Linked DNA regions of Mus musculus: region 1 is linked to region 2. The links are chromatin contacts, called in public promoter capture Hi-C maps. All regions are on one chromosome and are shown on one strand. The core of a region is the stretch at or near the end of the contact, and the rest is flanking DNA. Distances in the headings are between cores, read along the strand shown. Region 1 holds the start of Rln3 (relaxin 3). Region 2 holds the start of Adgrl1 (adhesion G protein-coupled receptor L1).

What was found. Capture Hi-C pulls out chosen DNA fragments and counts their contacts.
Region 1: a promoter capture Hi-C map of adipose tissue shows a contact between it and region 2. The contact joins the promoter of Rln3 here to the promoter of Adgrl1 in region 2. A contact is called at or near these places in 1 of 39 promoter capture datasets (embryonic stem cells), 1 of 15 datasets of contacts at CTCF or cohesin (embryonic stem cells), 1 of 115 datasets of contacts at active chromatin or transcription factors (embryonic stem cells) and 2 of 9 other capture datasets (adipose tissue and liver).

What each region holds. Positions count from the first base shown.
Region 1 is chr8:84,040,679-84,048,497 of GRCm38.p6, forward strand. Rln3 (relaxin 3) reads right to left here and starts at 4,301. Exons shown (of 2, transcript NM_173184.1): 1 at 4,092-4,301; 2 at 2,389-2,653. The coding sequence starts at 4,278. The coding sequence ends at 2,415. Il27ra (interleukin 27 receptor, alpha) reads right to left here and starts at 1,897. Exons shown (of 14, transcript NM_016671.3): 1 at 1,772-1,897; 2 at 1,409-1,526; 3 at 254-411; 4 at 1-153. The coding sequence starts at 1,856.
Region 2 is chr8:83,895,869-83,902,928 of GRCm38.p6, forward strand. It overlaps Adgrl1 (adhesion G protein-coupled receptor L1), which reads left to right and starts at 4,230. Exons shown (of 23, transcript NM_181039.2): 1 at 4,230-5,056. It overlaps Gm26721 (predicted gene, 26721), which reads right to left and starts at 3,859. Exons shown (of 4, transcript NR_166528.1): 1 at 3,313-3,859.

The DNA.
Region 1 (7,819 bases), core at 3,051-5,550, 140 kb after region 2:
TCCATGTTTCAGCCTGGCATTCCTTGTACCGGAACTGACAGATGAGAACTTTCTGCGGTGGCCACACGGGCGGCGCCCACTGCACAGTGGCCTCCAGGGTTGCTTCCTCAGAAATATCCACTTGAGAGAAGATCTGGGGTGTGTCTGGCTTCACTGCAAATGGGAGGCCAGAGTGCACTGAGCTCAGGCCTTCAGCCACCCTCCCACGCTCCCTGCACTATGCCCCCCCCCACCCCCGCCCACGCTTCATTACTTTGGGTCTCCAGGTTCACAGAGACAGAGGACCACAGAGGCCGTCCCTTTTGTGTCCCCCAGATGAGGAGTTTGTCAGCCATGGTGAACTGTTCCCGGGGAATGGTCACCCAACTCTGTTTGGAAGGCACCTTCACCTCCCAGACTCTATTGGGATGGCTGTGAGGAGAGATTGGGAAGAGATGCTCGTTGGCACAGCCTAAGCCCCAGGCTAAGCTTCCAGCCCTGCACCAACTTCATGCCTCACCCTGCTCTGCTTGGGGTCTGAATCCCTTGCTCTTAAGTCAACACCGTGACCTGAGGAGAGTGACTTAACCTCTCTGTTCTTCTTTAAAATGTATGCAGTACACCTACTTTCTGAAAGAACTCAACAGTGGGCCGGGTGACTGACAGTTTACACCCGACAGTTCACAGCTGTCATCCCAGCACACAGGAGACGAAAGCAGGATTGTTAGAGGCCAGCTTCACAGGGTAAGACCCTGTCTCAGAAAACATGCTGTTCCCCGGGGCTCCTCCCAAGGTGCTTTTTCTTTGTCCTTTACTTAGCGCAATTGAAATGAAGTTTCCAGATACACTCTCCCCTGGACCCTGAACCCCAAACCATACCAGAACCAGCTATTGTTGTTGTGATTACAAGCGCTACACTGACTTTTTTTTTTTTTTGAGACAGTTTCTTACAGCCCACGCTGATCTCAAACTTGTTGTGAAGCTGAGGTCGCTCTTGAACTCCTGATTTTCTTGCCTCCATCTTCCAAGAGCTGTGTTTGCAGGTGTGTGTCACCATGCTGCTTAGAGTGAACTCAGAAATTCAAGTTACCTGCCCGATGTCGTACAACAACGATATTAACCTGCTTTCTAGTGCTCAGCAGTTTTTCTTTGCCATGTGCCTACCGTGCTGATGGGCAGAATCAATCATGGCAGGCCTGTGCCGTCATTACTGTGGGGGTGGGGGTGGGGGTTGAGAGAGGGAAAGTGGTCAGACCTGAGTTATGCCATAAGGGAATGAGTGGGCTAGCCTGAGGGTTGTGAGAGTGTGGACCGAATTCTCAGTAGCCGGACTGAGGGGCGGGCGGTGATCCTCTTAACAAAATTCGCTTGAAATCTGAGTGACCACTTTCCGTCCTCAGTTTCCCCTAGACCACTCCAGGGTACTCACTATTTCTGACTCTGGTGATACAGCACAGGTGGAGTCTCCAGGTCGCCCAAAGGTTCCCAGGAGCAGTTCAGGATTCCCAGGGGACCGACGCTGTAGCACTGCAGTGGACCTGGACTGCCTGCAGGGGCGCAGAGAGCCGAGAGGACCGTGGTCAAGTTCCCCGGGGCCTGAACTTGCTGGACTGTGGATGCGTCCATCCTCTGGTACAGTGGTAGTGCAGTACCGGAGCGCAGGGCCTGGCACGTGCTGGGATGGCGCAGAGGGAGTCCCGGGCCCCTTTCCGACCTGCTACATCCTGTTGTCGCCCAGTTCCCGATGCCCTACAACTGTGACCCCGAGCCAGCCACTCACGAAGCTGCTCACCGTGGGGCCGCGTCCCGAGCAGCAGCGACATCAGCGACAGCAGAAGCTCCAACGGCGTGAGGCGTGCAACCCGGAGCCGGTTCATGGCTCCCAGGGACAAGTGACACCACCAGGCTTGGGGCTTACAGCCTGCGGGAAGGAAGCCACCCCGCCCCTGGCGGGAAGTCCCCAAATCCGCCCACCCCCAGCAATGATACGCACGCGTGCAAATGCTCAGAACTGAACCTTTATTTTATGTGGTGAGGAAGTCTGAGTACTGAGGACCAGGGGCTCTGTTTTGGGGTGGGGGGGAGGTTAGCCAGGGACAGTGGCGACAATTAGGGCCGGACTGAGGGTGGAGGTGGGGCAGACTCTAGTGTAGCCAGTTTAAGAAGATGGGCATCTGGTTGCTGCTGGGCTGCTGGGGGTGAGGTTGTGGCACGGAAGAACTCAGCCATGAAAAACAAGTTTCTGTTTGGCTGGATAGAGGAGGGGCCGGCAGCAAGGTGGGGAAAGGTTGGCAAGTAGTGTATGCATCTTGGCAGAGGGTCTGTAAGGAGACAGTGGACCCCTTGGTGCCTCGCCTGTAGGAATGCTCTTGAACATCGCACAGCTGACAGCAGCTTGCAGGCACGGCCCGCTTCTCCATTGCTCAACCCTGATCCTAGCACAAGCTGCTAATTTGGCTCTTGCTACAGCCCCACTCGCAGCAACTGCTGGAAAGGCCAGCCAACACATCTCTGCTGCCCCGAACCACTCCAGGTGACCCTTGCCAGCTGGCTCGACCACCGTAGAAAGCCTGGGGGGATTTGGTTAGGGCCAGCCACTCGCTGGAGCCCACCGCTTCATCCAGCTCGCTGGCCAGGTGGTCTGTATTGGCTTCTCCATCAGCGAAGAAGTCCCCTGCAAAAGCAAAGAGGAAGAATCAGGGCTTAGCCCACTTACATCTCCAGTCTGGAGGATCAAGGTTGCGGTTCTGAGTTTGATTTCATCCCCTCGAGGGTTCAAATGCTGGCTCTGTTGTCAGTTTCAGTGCTAAGCTGGACTTTCCTGTCACTGAGTTCATGCGATTCTTTATTTAATGTGGACGGCGTAGATGAAAATATGCATTTGGGAGCTAGGCTCCCTAAATCAGAATAGTAAATGACATTACTTCCGTCTCCCTCCTAGGCTCAGTTTTCTTTTCCACAAAGCAGGGGAGGGGGAGGGGAGATAATAATAACTTCTACTTTTTTTTTTTTTGGCTTTGTCAGGAGTATCAGACTGGATGCCCGCAAAAGCACAATACTATGGGATACATGAGGAGCACTCAAGTGAACACTGATCATTTATTGACCGTCTTGTTTGCTTTACCGAATTCACTTCTTCCAGCCTCTCAGTGACAGCTACTGAGTTTGCTGCTGTTGCCACCTACTTACTATTCACTAATTGGGACCCTGGCTCCTCATCAGGCTTGTGTGAGGACACAGCCATTTAGCCATAGAGCTACTGTTTTGAGGCAGGCACACTCCTAACCTGCGCATGCATCCATCTGTCTGTCCATCATTCACCACCCACACATCTCTCTTTCATCATCATCTTCTTCCTCCTCCTCCACTCCGTTTTTTGGTTTTGCGATTTTTTTTTTTTTGAGACAGGGTCTTAGGCTGTCCTTGAGTTCATGACCATCCTGCCTCAGCTTCCCAGAGTGTTGGGATTCTAATCACAGTCTCCCAAGCCCACTGTGTCGCCTCTTTTGTCTCGCCTCTAAGGAGCTGCACTCTCCTGATTGGCCTCCTGCTGCTCCAGCCACACTAAACAGTCTGCCCCGTTAAAGAATTCTGCAAGGTCTCACCCACTGGGTCTACCATTTCACCAGGAATGGTCTCTGCAGGAGGTAGCAAGGGCTAGAGAGGCCAGAAGGTGGCGAAATCAAGCCCTGTGCCTAGCATCCCGCTCCCTCTCGGCAGACTGGGATAAAAAAACCTGATGTGCCCTCACCCAAAGGGAGGCACCTTAGGGGCAGCGGCACCTCTGTGTGGTGTCATGCTACACACAGCCAGGAAAAGGTAGCCTAATGGCTTTCTGATTTCCACACCCCTGCCTTTAACCCCAAGATGCCTGGCTTCCAGCTACCTCAATTGTACCATCCTGGTCCCGAGGAAGCTTAAAGGCAGGCAGAGGTGTTTCACTGCACATGGCTAGGCAGGGATTCTACCCTGTAGCCCAGGCTGCCTTTAAATGTGAGTTTTTTCTGTTACCACCTCCCAAGAGTTTGGAACTAACCATGCCTGGCCCATGCAGCCTGTTTGGCTTTGCGCTTACCAGGACACCTGTTCCAGGTTGATTGCCTAGCACTCACCCAGAGATTCGTGGGCCAAGATGTCCGCCCGGCGCCATCGTGAGCCTCCGCAAGTGAAGATGACCGCGCGGATGAACTCCCGACCGCAGAGCTTCACCCCGTAGGGCGCCGGCCTCGCCTCGGCCTGCAGCCCCAGAGCCCCGAGGAGAGCCCAGGAAGCCAGCAGCAGCAGCCCGAGCATTGCCATGATCAGCTGAGATGCCTGCGACCCAGGTGCTCTATCTGCACCACCTCCGATCCCCTATTTATACAGGCTGGCTCCCAGCGCCGCCCGCTGACCTGGGTTATCTTCTGAGCAGAGGGGAGGCAGTTGGCAACCTGACCTTTACCATCTCCTTGCTAAGAGATAACCTTTCACGCAGACAGGGTGACATGGCTCAGCTCTCTGTCATCTTCCACACCGAGCAAGTTTCCTGCTTCAGTCTACTACTAAGTTTTGGGATTATAGGAGAAAGCCACCACCTCTCCTTTCTTCTTAGACAGAATCTCCTAACCTGGCTATCCTCAAACTCTCCTCTGATCTGGAGAGATGGCACAGTAGATAAGGATTTCTGCTCTTCCAGATGGCCTGAGTTTGGTGCCCACTACCCAAAGCAGGCAACTCACAATTGCCTGTAACTCCAGCTCCAGGGGATTCTATGCCCCCATCAGGAGCCCGCATGCACATGCATATACATATGTGCACATATACAGACATAAATAACAATTTTAAAAAATTTTTTTAAATAAATAAATAAATGTATTTGTTTATTTTACATCCTAATCACAGTTCCCCCTCCCAGTGTTGAGGTTTCAGGTGTGAAACATCACATTTTGCTTTTAAAAATCTTATTCTTGCTAGGCATGATGGCATACACCCAGCACTCAGGAGCAGAGACAGGTGGATCTCTGAGTTTGCGGCCAGTCTAGTTTACATAGTGAGTTCCAGGCCAGCCAGGGTTACACTTACTTTCTTCCTTCCTTCCTTCCTTCCTTCCTTCCTTCCTTCCTTCCTTCCTTCCTTCCTTCCTTCCTTTCTTTCTTTCTTTCTTTCTTTCTTTCTTTCTTTCTTTCTCTCTCTCTCTCTCTCTCTCCCTTCCTTCCTTTCTTTCTTTCTTTCTTTCTTTCTTCCTTCCTTTCTTTTATTTATTTTTTTGTTGTTGTATTTTTGAGACAGGGTTTTTTTGTTGTTGTTTTGTTTTGTTTTGTTTTGTTGTTTTTTCGAGACAGGGTTTCTCTGTATAGCCCTGGCTGTCCTGGAATTCACTTTGTAGACCAGGCTGGTCTTGAACTCAGAAGTCCTCCTGCCTCTGCCTCCCAAGTGCTGGGCTTATAGGTGTGTGCCACCACCGCCCTGCAGAGACCCTGTCTTTAAAAGTCCAATTTTAGCCGGGCGGTGATGGCACACGCCTTTAATCCCAGCACTTGGGAGGCAGAGACAGGCGGATTTCTGAGTTCGAGGCCAGCCTGGTCTACAGAGTGAGTTCCAGGACAGTCAGGGCTACACAGAGAAACCCTGTCTTGAAAAAAAAAAAGTCCAATTTTGTTTATTGTTTTAGAATTATGTAAGTATATTTATTTATGTGTCTTTGTGTGTGCATGTGTATGTGTGTCTCTGTGTGAGTGTGTCTGTGTGCACCACATTTATGTGGGTTTTTGTAGAGGCCAAAAGTGGGCATCAAACTCTTGGAATTCGAATTACAGGCTGTGCTGCTGACATGGCTGCTGGGAACAGAACTTGGGTCCCCACACAAGAAGAAAATGCTCTTATCACTGTGCTGCCTCTCAGCCCCTCTGCAGTTCTGGGGTGGCCTGGAATGACCTTAGGGCTGGAGAGACAGAGATGGCTCAGAGTTTATGTGTACTGGATGCTCTTCCAGAAGACCTAGGTTTAGTTCCCAGCACCCACATGGCAGCTCACAACCATCAGTAGTAATTCTACGTCCAGGGAATCTGACGCCCTCTTCTGGCCTCTGCAGGTACCAGACATGCAAATGTTATACAGACAAGCATGCAGGCAAAACACCTATGCACATATCAAAATTATTTTAAAGTAAAAGCCCTGAACCTGTGGTGAATTCTCCCACCCCTACCACTTATTTTTCTTAGCTTTCTTTCTATGGCAGCAAGAGGGCAGAGATGGGAGAAGAGACGGGGAGAGAGAGAGAGAGAGAGAGAAAGAGAAAGAGAAAGAGAGAGAGAGAGAGAGAGAGAGAGAGAAGGGAGGGGGGTGTATTTTATATACACTGATTATTAGGCTCAAGGCCCTGCACCTGCTATGAAAGGGCTTACACAGCTGCATCCCAAGAACTTAAATTTCTTTTAAAAATTGAGACTTATAATTTCATTTTATCTACTATCAATCAATCAATCTATCTATCTATCTATCTATCCATCTGTCCATCCATCCATCTAATGAGGATGTGTGCCATGGTGTGCATGTAAAGGTTGGAGGACAACTTGTAGAGATCAGCTCTCTTTTGGTTTTTTGTTTTGTTTTGGTTTTTGTTCTTTTTTGGTTTTTGTTTTTTTGTTTTTTGGTTTTTTTTGTTTTGTGTGTGTGTGTGTGTGTGTGTGTGTGTGTGTGTGTGTGTGTGTGTGTGTGTGTGTGTGTGTGAGATAGGGTTTCTCTGTGTAGCCCTGGCTGTCCTGGAACTCACTTTGTAGACCAGGCTGGCCTCAAACTCAGAAATCTGCCTGCCTCTGCCTCCTGAGTGCTGGGATTAAAGGCGTGTGCCACCACGCCCGGCTTGAGATCAGCTTTCTTATTCCACCACATGAATCCTGGGACTTGAACCCAGGCTTGGTGGCAGGCACCTTTATCTACCCTGACATCTTGCCAGCCCTCCCTGCCACCGCTGTCTTACTCAAGACAGTGTCTCACTGAGTTGCCCGTTTGACCTTGAGCTTATTCTGTAGCCTAAGTTGGCCTTAATTTTGCTCTCCTCCTGCTTCAGCCTCCCTGGTAGTTGAAACTACGGTGCTTCCTCCAGCAGCCAGCTGGGAAGTTCAGCCAACAGCTTCCAGGTGCTGCTCTGAAGTGCTTGTCTGCAACAGCTGATTTCAAACTTTCTTGCTTGCTTGTTTGTTTTGTTTTTTCCAGACAGAGTTTCTCTGTATAGCCCTGGAATTCACTCTGTAAACCAGGCTGGTCATGAACTCAGAGTCCTACCTGCCTCCACTTCTCCAGTGCTAGGAATAAAGGAGTGTGCTGCTGCTGCTGCTGCTGCTGCCGCTGCCGCCGCCACCGCCACCGCCTGAGTTCAACCTTCCAATGAGATGTCAACTTGATATCCTCAAATTCTTTTTTTTAAAATTTCCTTCACTTAAAAAATTCTTTTAGATTTAGTTTATGTGCATGAGTCTGTCTGTGTTCCACCAAGTGCCTGGTATCTGAAGAGGTCAGAACTGGAGTTATAGGAATCGTGAGTCCCATGTGGGCACTGAGAACCCAAGTCCTCTGGAAGAGCAACACCTGCTCTCAACCGCTGAGCCACCTCTCCAGCCAGCCCCATCTTTGTATTTCATTTGATTTATGTGCATGAATGTCTGGTTAGCACACATATCTGTACATGCAGTGCTGTAGGGGGAGGAGGCAGAAAGAGTGTCAGGTCCCCTGAGACAGGAGTTGCAGACAGTTCTTAACCGTCATGTGGTTGCTGGAAATCAAACCCAAGTCCTCTGGAAGAACAAGCAGTGCTCTTAACTGCTGAGCCACCTCTCCAGCTGTCAGATTCCTGAAACATTAA
Region 2 (7,060 bases), core at 2,980-5,479:
CTCCTCCCAAGAGCAGATTCTGAGCCAGCGCTCTAAGATTGACTGACATTCCTCAATCCTCACGGAGGGATCTTAGGCAGGTGCCCTACTGCAGAAGCACATCTTAGCCCCTCACATCTTCCTCCCCATCTCCATTGCTATCCTCCACCAGCACACTATCCGTTATCAGCAGTCTCTGGCATTTGCTCTCTACCCCACACTCTCCCCCTAGTGGCCATTAGGACCTGTGCACACTTGAGTTCCTTCTCGCCCTTCCTTCCCATAGTTTCTGTCTCATGGCCCACTAAGCCAACGTACTCAGTACCTCCTCCCTCTCATCTGAAGGGGCCTTCACTGATCTGCTCAATGCTCCTGCCTCTGGACCCTGGAAAAGGCTGTTCAATCTGCCTGGCAGGACCTTCCTCATATTCCCTCCCCAACCCTGAGGCTCCTCCCTTTTCTCAGCTCTTTATTCAAACCCCATCTTCCTGGAGAGACCTCCAGGGACCTCCCCCAACTAAAGAGCGTAGCGCTGAAGCTATGAGAGTCTACCGTGAATGCAGTCTTCTGTCCCACTCCTACATTGCAAAGCCTGCCACCATTTCTGGGTTCATTTTATTTCCTTTCCTTGGTGACACTTGTGTCTTGGTGGCATCGTTTATGCATTTGCAGGACCTTGTAGTATTTGTTTGTTTCACCAATTAGAATGTCAGTCCCAGAGGAGATAATTTGTTCACTGCCATCGAACTGAGTTTTGGAGTTAAAGGTATGCTCACGATGTCCAGCGCTCAGTGAGGCCTTTATCTCACTGTTCACTTGAGTGGGTTCTGAGTGTGGTACTGGAAGGAGCTCAGAAATTGCTCAAGGGATCCAGTACAGGAAGCCCCCAGGGACCGCAAGAGTGCACAAACCCCAATCATCCAGCTCCCTCGACAGGTCACATCGATCTTGCAGGTGCAGCAGGCATCTCCTGGAAGGAGTTGGGCTGAGACAAATTTGGAACCCTAGAAACAAGGGTTTACTGAGCCAGAGACCGTAGGCCCCACACACTGAGAGCCCAGAAGGGTACCATTATGTCTTGGAATGAGGTGTCCAACATGCTAGATGCTCAGGCTATGGGATCACAATGATGCAGAACATTGGGTATCTTCATGCCCAGACACTCTGCACATCGGTGTCCTCAAGTACACGGTGCTCAAAAGATGGGGTGTCGTGCCTATAGACTTAGGGTAACCCAAGACGCAGGACAGCCTGTGCATAAGGATCTAATGGGACCAGGTGTACAGAATGTAATGCCAAGGAACGACGTGGTCACTCTGCATAAGGTCCCAACGTGAAAGGCAGGATGCTAGAGTGAACTGCACCCTATCCAGGCCTCGGGTACCTCTAAGGAGTAGAGGGTTAGAGGTACCCGCAGCGGGCGAGTCTGCGCGCGCGCGTGCACGCTTTGGTTCCCGGAGCCCGGCTGCCGGCGCAGCCTCCACTGCGACTGCGCAGGCAGAGTCCGGGGTGTGCGGGTGACTCTTCGTGTTCACAACCTCCCTGCATCCTTTGCCTTCTGAGCCCTCTGCCCAAGAACCCAAGAGCCACGGTTAGGATGGAGGCTGGCAAGCCAATTCGGCCGCCACCAGGGGCGCACCACCGGCCACCAGAATTGGGGGAGAGAAGGGTTTTGGAAAGCGGGAGGGGGAGGGGACATCCTGCTAGGATTTTTCCAAACTGAGCCTTGGTCCTTAAAAAATATATATATCACGACTTTTCTTCATAATGGAGCGTGCTAGTTCAAACTATCTCCTGGATTGCTTTTGCAGAAGAGATGGGTGGGCTGCTGGAGAAAGGAAGCTAGTAGCTAAAGGACTCCTCCCTCTCCATTTGGGCTGGAGATAGAATCCAGGCCCTTACACATGCTGGGCAACCACAGCTAGGCCACTGAACACCTCAGCCTCAGTAAAACACACACACACACACACACACACACACACACACACACACACACACCACTTGCTAGGGGAGTAGAGCTTTCTAGAGATCCGTTGATATGTCAAAGTAGGAAACGCACAGAGAGACGGGACCCTCCTCTCTATCAGTCAGTCACAAAAAGGATAGGATCTTTCCTGCACTCGAGGTGTAGTGTATCTTTGGTTCCCTGGATTCAGTCCCCTGGTCACTTAGGTTCATAGCTGACACTCTTCAAACATGGAGTCTTCCCTGGGTGGGGGTAGCACCTCACATAAGTACTCCTCCCTGAAGTTTGGTTTTGAAGAACCAAGGACCCTTAATCCTGGAAGAGAAGTGTGTCTTTTAAAGAAGTAGGAATGAAATTTTTGGTAGTGGCCCCTTTTCCCTGTCCACGCAACGGTGCCTCCCCGCCCAATCTCCCACCAGGAGGAGCTACATAGAAGGGTTTTTTGGGAACAGGTTAATGGCCTATACATTAAGGCTTTTGTGGATAATCTTTGTTCCTATTCAAGACCCACCCAAGTTCTTCCACTCTCAAACCTTTTCCTGACTTTAACCCACTCAGCAGGCAGAACAGCACCTTCCATGCACACTGAGATGGACTTTTAACCCACCCCATCCCCCACCCCACCCCACACCTCCTGCTCTAACCTCAGCACATCACATTCTCTGAAAAATCCACATCAGGGTTTATCTGCACTCCTAAGGCAGTGCTAACATTCAGCTGGACGTTGAACTTGAATAAGCTGCCGGATTCGGTATTTAGGCTGCTTTTGGGTGGATTCCCTTCCCCAAGGATCCAAGCCCAGTTTTTGCTTCTCCTCAGCCATCAATCTTAAGAGTTGCACCCATCCTTCGTAAAACGGATTCTCAGCGCGGCAGCTTCCAAGCTCTGTTCTTACCTCTCTGGATTCCGCTCCCCTGAACCCACACCCCAACCCCCGCACTGAGTTGTCTATATTGCTTAAGTGCCTGGTTTTGGCCCCGGGTTCAGCTTTATAGCCTCCCCCCACCAAAAAAAAAAAAAAAAACCAAAAAAACAAATAAACTATAAGTCTAGGCAGTGGTAGCTTTGGCTCCAGATATTTGGGCCAGGTCGACCCCCTTTCCCATCTAGAGAAGCAATCCTAGGCTTCATCTGTAGCTGGGGGGCTGAACCCAGCCTCTGGCTTCACTCACTAAGTCCAAAGCCTAGGAATCTAAGTCCGATCCGCTGCCCTACTTCTCCGAGTCCATCACCTGCAGTGTAGTTCTTACGTTGTGGAAATCTGCACCGGGCTTTTGCTCTCGCCATCAACCTAAAATTCAATTTTTTTTTTCTTCCCTACCCACCCCCTCCAAAACCAGACGCTTGAGGCGTTTATAGATACTAACCTCTCCTCCGCTCCTGCAGCCTGGTCAGCTCCAGGACCCTGTCCGGTTGCCAAGGCTCTCTCTTCTGTTTGGGGGAGGGGGGCTGTTCTCATCCCATCCTACCTACGCTCCAGTCCTGGCTTTGCGTCCCTCCCTCGTTTTTTTTTTTAATTAATTTATTTATTTATTTTTTTATTGTAGGTCTGGTCTCCCAGGGTAGCGGGATCCACACCACATCCCCTTCCTGTCGCATCACCCAGGATCCAGATACTGCTTTTACCTGCCGGCTCTGTTGCAGCCAGCGCGCGGGATCCTTCCATACCTCAGTCCAGCCCTCATTTTGTCCCTCCCCACCCCACGTCGCTGTTAGGAAGATGGGGGACAGCCTACGCTCTTGTCAGTCACTAAGCAGCACTCCCTCCGGCCCTCCTGCAATCCCGGGTGGGAGACGCTCTGGTCCAGGTCTTTTTTGTTGCCACCGCACAGGCCTGACGCATTACTCCATCTCCCTTGGAAGAATCCGGACCGAAATTTGCGTGCCTCGAGTGCATCTGGCCCTGTCGCAGCTACCTCCCCTCCCACTCCTACCCCCCCACACCGCGCCCCTCCCGTCCCTACCCTCTCTGCCAAATCCGGACCAGGTTTTGCGCAGTCCTTGCACAGCTCTCCATTTACCCCTCACCGGCTAGGCGCCTTTCTGCACAGCACGGCTGCAGAGTCCGTTCCGTTTTTTCTTGCCGCCCGTCGCACCCCACCCCCCCCCAGCCCAACTAGGGGGATCTAGCGCGTCGCCTCCCTCTGCCCACTTTTCCTTGGGGGAGGCGAGTGGAACTCCAGGCCAGGTTTCCGGGCCCTTCCTCGGGGCGCACGGGAGGGCTGCGGAGACTAGTCCCCGGCGGGTAGTCCAGGCCAGGTTTTGCGCTTGTCCGCCGCCCCCCTCCCGGAGCCGGCGGGCCCGGCAGCGCCGAGAGCAGGCGGCTTGTCATTGCTGGTGCCCCGCGCCCGCTCGCTCCGCGAGTCCTGCGGTGCCCACGGGCCCAGCCCCGCGCCCCCTGCTCCGGCCACCCCGGGGGCGCAACGCCGCCGCGCCTGCTTCCAGCTGTGTAGCTCCGGCCCCCTGCGGGCAGCGCGAGCGGTCGGCGCGGGAGCAGTCGGCGCTGCGACGCCCCCGCCCCGCCGTCTGCCGGAGACGCCCCGGCGGATGGGGCCGCGCGGGCCCAGGAGCGGCGCCGCCGGGCGGCGGGGGCCTGCGCGGCCGCCCGGGCAGCCGCGTTAACCCTTCGCCCGCTGCCGTCCGGGGGCGCTGGGAAGTCGCCTGGGCACACACGTGCCGCCTCCGTCGGGGCCGCGGAGCTGCGGGGGAGATGCGGGCAGCCGGCGCCGCCTCGGGGGGCTCCGCCTCGCCCCAGCCCCCCGAGCTCTGACGCCGCCCCCGCCCCTCCGCCTCCACGCCTCGCTCCCCGGGAGGGGCGCAGACCCGCGCGCCCGGGGCCGGGGCCGCCTCCGGAGCGCCGCGATCCGCCTTTTCTTTCCTTTTTTTTTTTTTTTTTATACTCCCCCCCCCCACCCCTTCCCTTTTAAATTTTGGTCGGTGGCGGCGGTGCTGGGCCGGAGGAAAGAAGGGACACGGAGTCCTCCCTCGCTCAGCCACCCCCTCCCCGCTTCCCCCTGGGCCGGGCTCCGGGAGATGTGCCGGGCGGGGGGCCCGGCTTCGCGGAGCCGCCGGAGGAGCGCGCACGGCCGACCCCGAAGCGCCGCTGGACAGGTGAGTGTGCGGGAGCCTCAGGCCACGCCGCACCTGGGCCAGGTGTGCGCGGCGGGAGGGGCGGGGAGCACCCTACCCCCGCCCGCCGGGGGCTTGGTGAGGGTGCGGATGGGCGGCCGCAGGGTGCCCTGCAGGGGGAGGGGACCGCTAGTGTGCCCGCGCGTGGCTGCGTGTGCCCGCGCGCGCGCCGGCCTTTGTGGGGAAGCGGCGCGGCGGTGCCTGCGTGTCCCCGGTGCGTGTGCGCGCGGGTGCTTGGCGCCCTGTTTGTGTAGGTGTCTGGGTGTGAGTGGAGAGGGTGCGTGTGCGCGCAGCGCGCGGGCCCGGGCTCCCCAGAGAAGCCATGTCGGGGGGCTGGCACCGCAGGATGCTGGGCCAGCCCCCCCCCCCCCCCGACATGGCTTGTTTTTCTCTGGGAGGCAGTGGCGCTAATGGTGGTTGGGGGTGGTATGGGGAGAGGTATGTCTGGGTGTCGAGTGAGTTTCAGCCCGGAGGGGTGCTTTGGGCAACCCTGGTGCAGTTGTGAGACATCTTCTGTTAGTGGTACCCTGTTAAGCACGGATGGAGGCTGTCAGGTTGGATCTACCGGAACGAGCTTTCTCTCCTCTTCCAGGTGTTCCTGAAATAGAGCTGTGTGGCTCAGTTGTCATCGTCCCGTTTGAGGGTCCTGGGATGAAAGTCCAGTTCGTGTGTGTGTGTGTGTGTGTGTGTGTGTGTGTGTGTGTGTGTGTGTGTGTGTGTGTGGTGGGAGGGTAGTGTGTACTTATGCAGTGGCCAGAAAATGTCCTCAAATGGCATCACTTCAGTGCACCCCAGGCACCTATGTGAAGATGGCACCCCGCCGGCAAACAGCCCCTAAGCTCACCCATCCCAATCTGTACACTTCTCGGCTAGGTTAGCTTCCAGCCCTATCCTCGCCCAGCATCTTATTACTGTACCTTCCTCATCTCCCCACCCCGCCTTCTCCTCAGCTTTGGCATCTTTGTGGATGTCCCTCCTGTCCCAATGTGAACCAGAGAGCCCCCTTCTTTCCCAGCCTCTCTGGGACCCAGAGCCGGATCTGTCTTCCCATATCCAAACATGTGGTGCGTTTGGGGGAGTTGGGGGAGGGGTTCAAGATGGCCGCCAAGATGGCTGGCAGCCTCTTTATCTCTGTCTGTCTCCCCCTCTCTCTGCTTACCCTCATGCCTCCAGTGGAGTAGGGAGGGTCAACGTGGGGAGAGAGTTGGACAGTGTAGGGACAGGTGTGGAGGACACCTGAGGGTGGATGTCTGTTCTGGGCCTGTTGACCTCCAGTGCTGCTGAGAGAGAGGCCATTGGTACCTGCTTCTCTTTCCTGCACCCCAAGGGCAGGCGTGAGTCTTTAATCCGACCCCAGACCCAACTCTATCTGGCCCACAGCCTGATGGCTACCCCTGCTCTCCCCCCTCCCTAGACCCTGGCAATACCCCATCAATCATGGAATGTCAGAGTGTTCCTTTGAGGGTCCCCACAAGCATCTCTGGCATCCTCTTCTTCATCTGCCCAGTTAGGAACTGGGGACCTTGGTGTGTGTGTTGGGGGACGCCTGCTAAGACAGGTCCTAGCTTTGGGGACAGGTGACTTCCTTCCTCCCCACACCCTGCCCACTAATGCCAAATTTATTACTTAAAAGTAGGATGAAAACAGGGAGAATAAGAGACGGAATACAACCTTCATTATCATATCGAGAAAATTATCTGTGATTTTCCTAACTAGCAATTTGCCTGCCATGCCGTTCAGATATGACTTGCCCATTAATTACAGAGATGAAAAATCATCTGGAAGGCGGAAAAGAACTAATTCCGTGGCTGGCGGCATGGCACCTTTGCACTGAGCCACAGCCGTGCATGTGGATATGTGGGTACCAGCCCTCCCGCTGGCTTCCCAGCATCTCCCCCCCCCCCCCCCCCGCTGGCTTGGGCCGCCCTGTTGCTTTTTTCCGTCTGATGTGCTTGCTTACTCCCAGTCATGGGGACGGGTGTACCC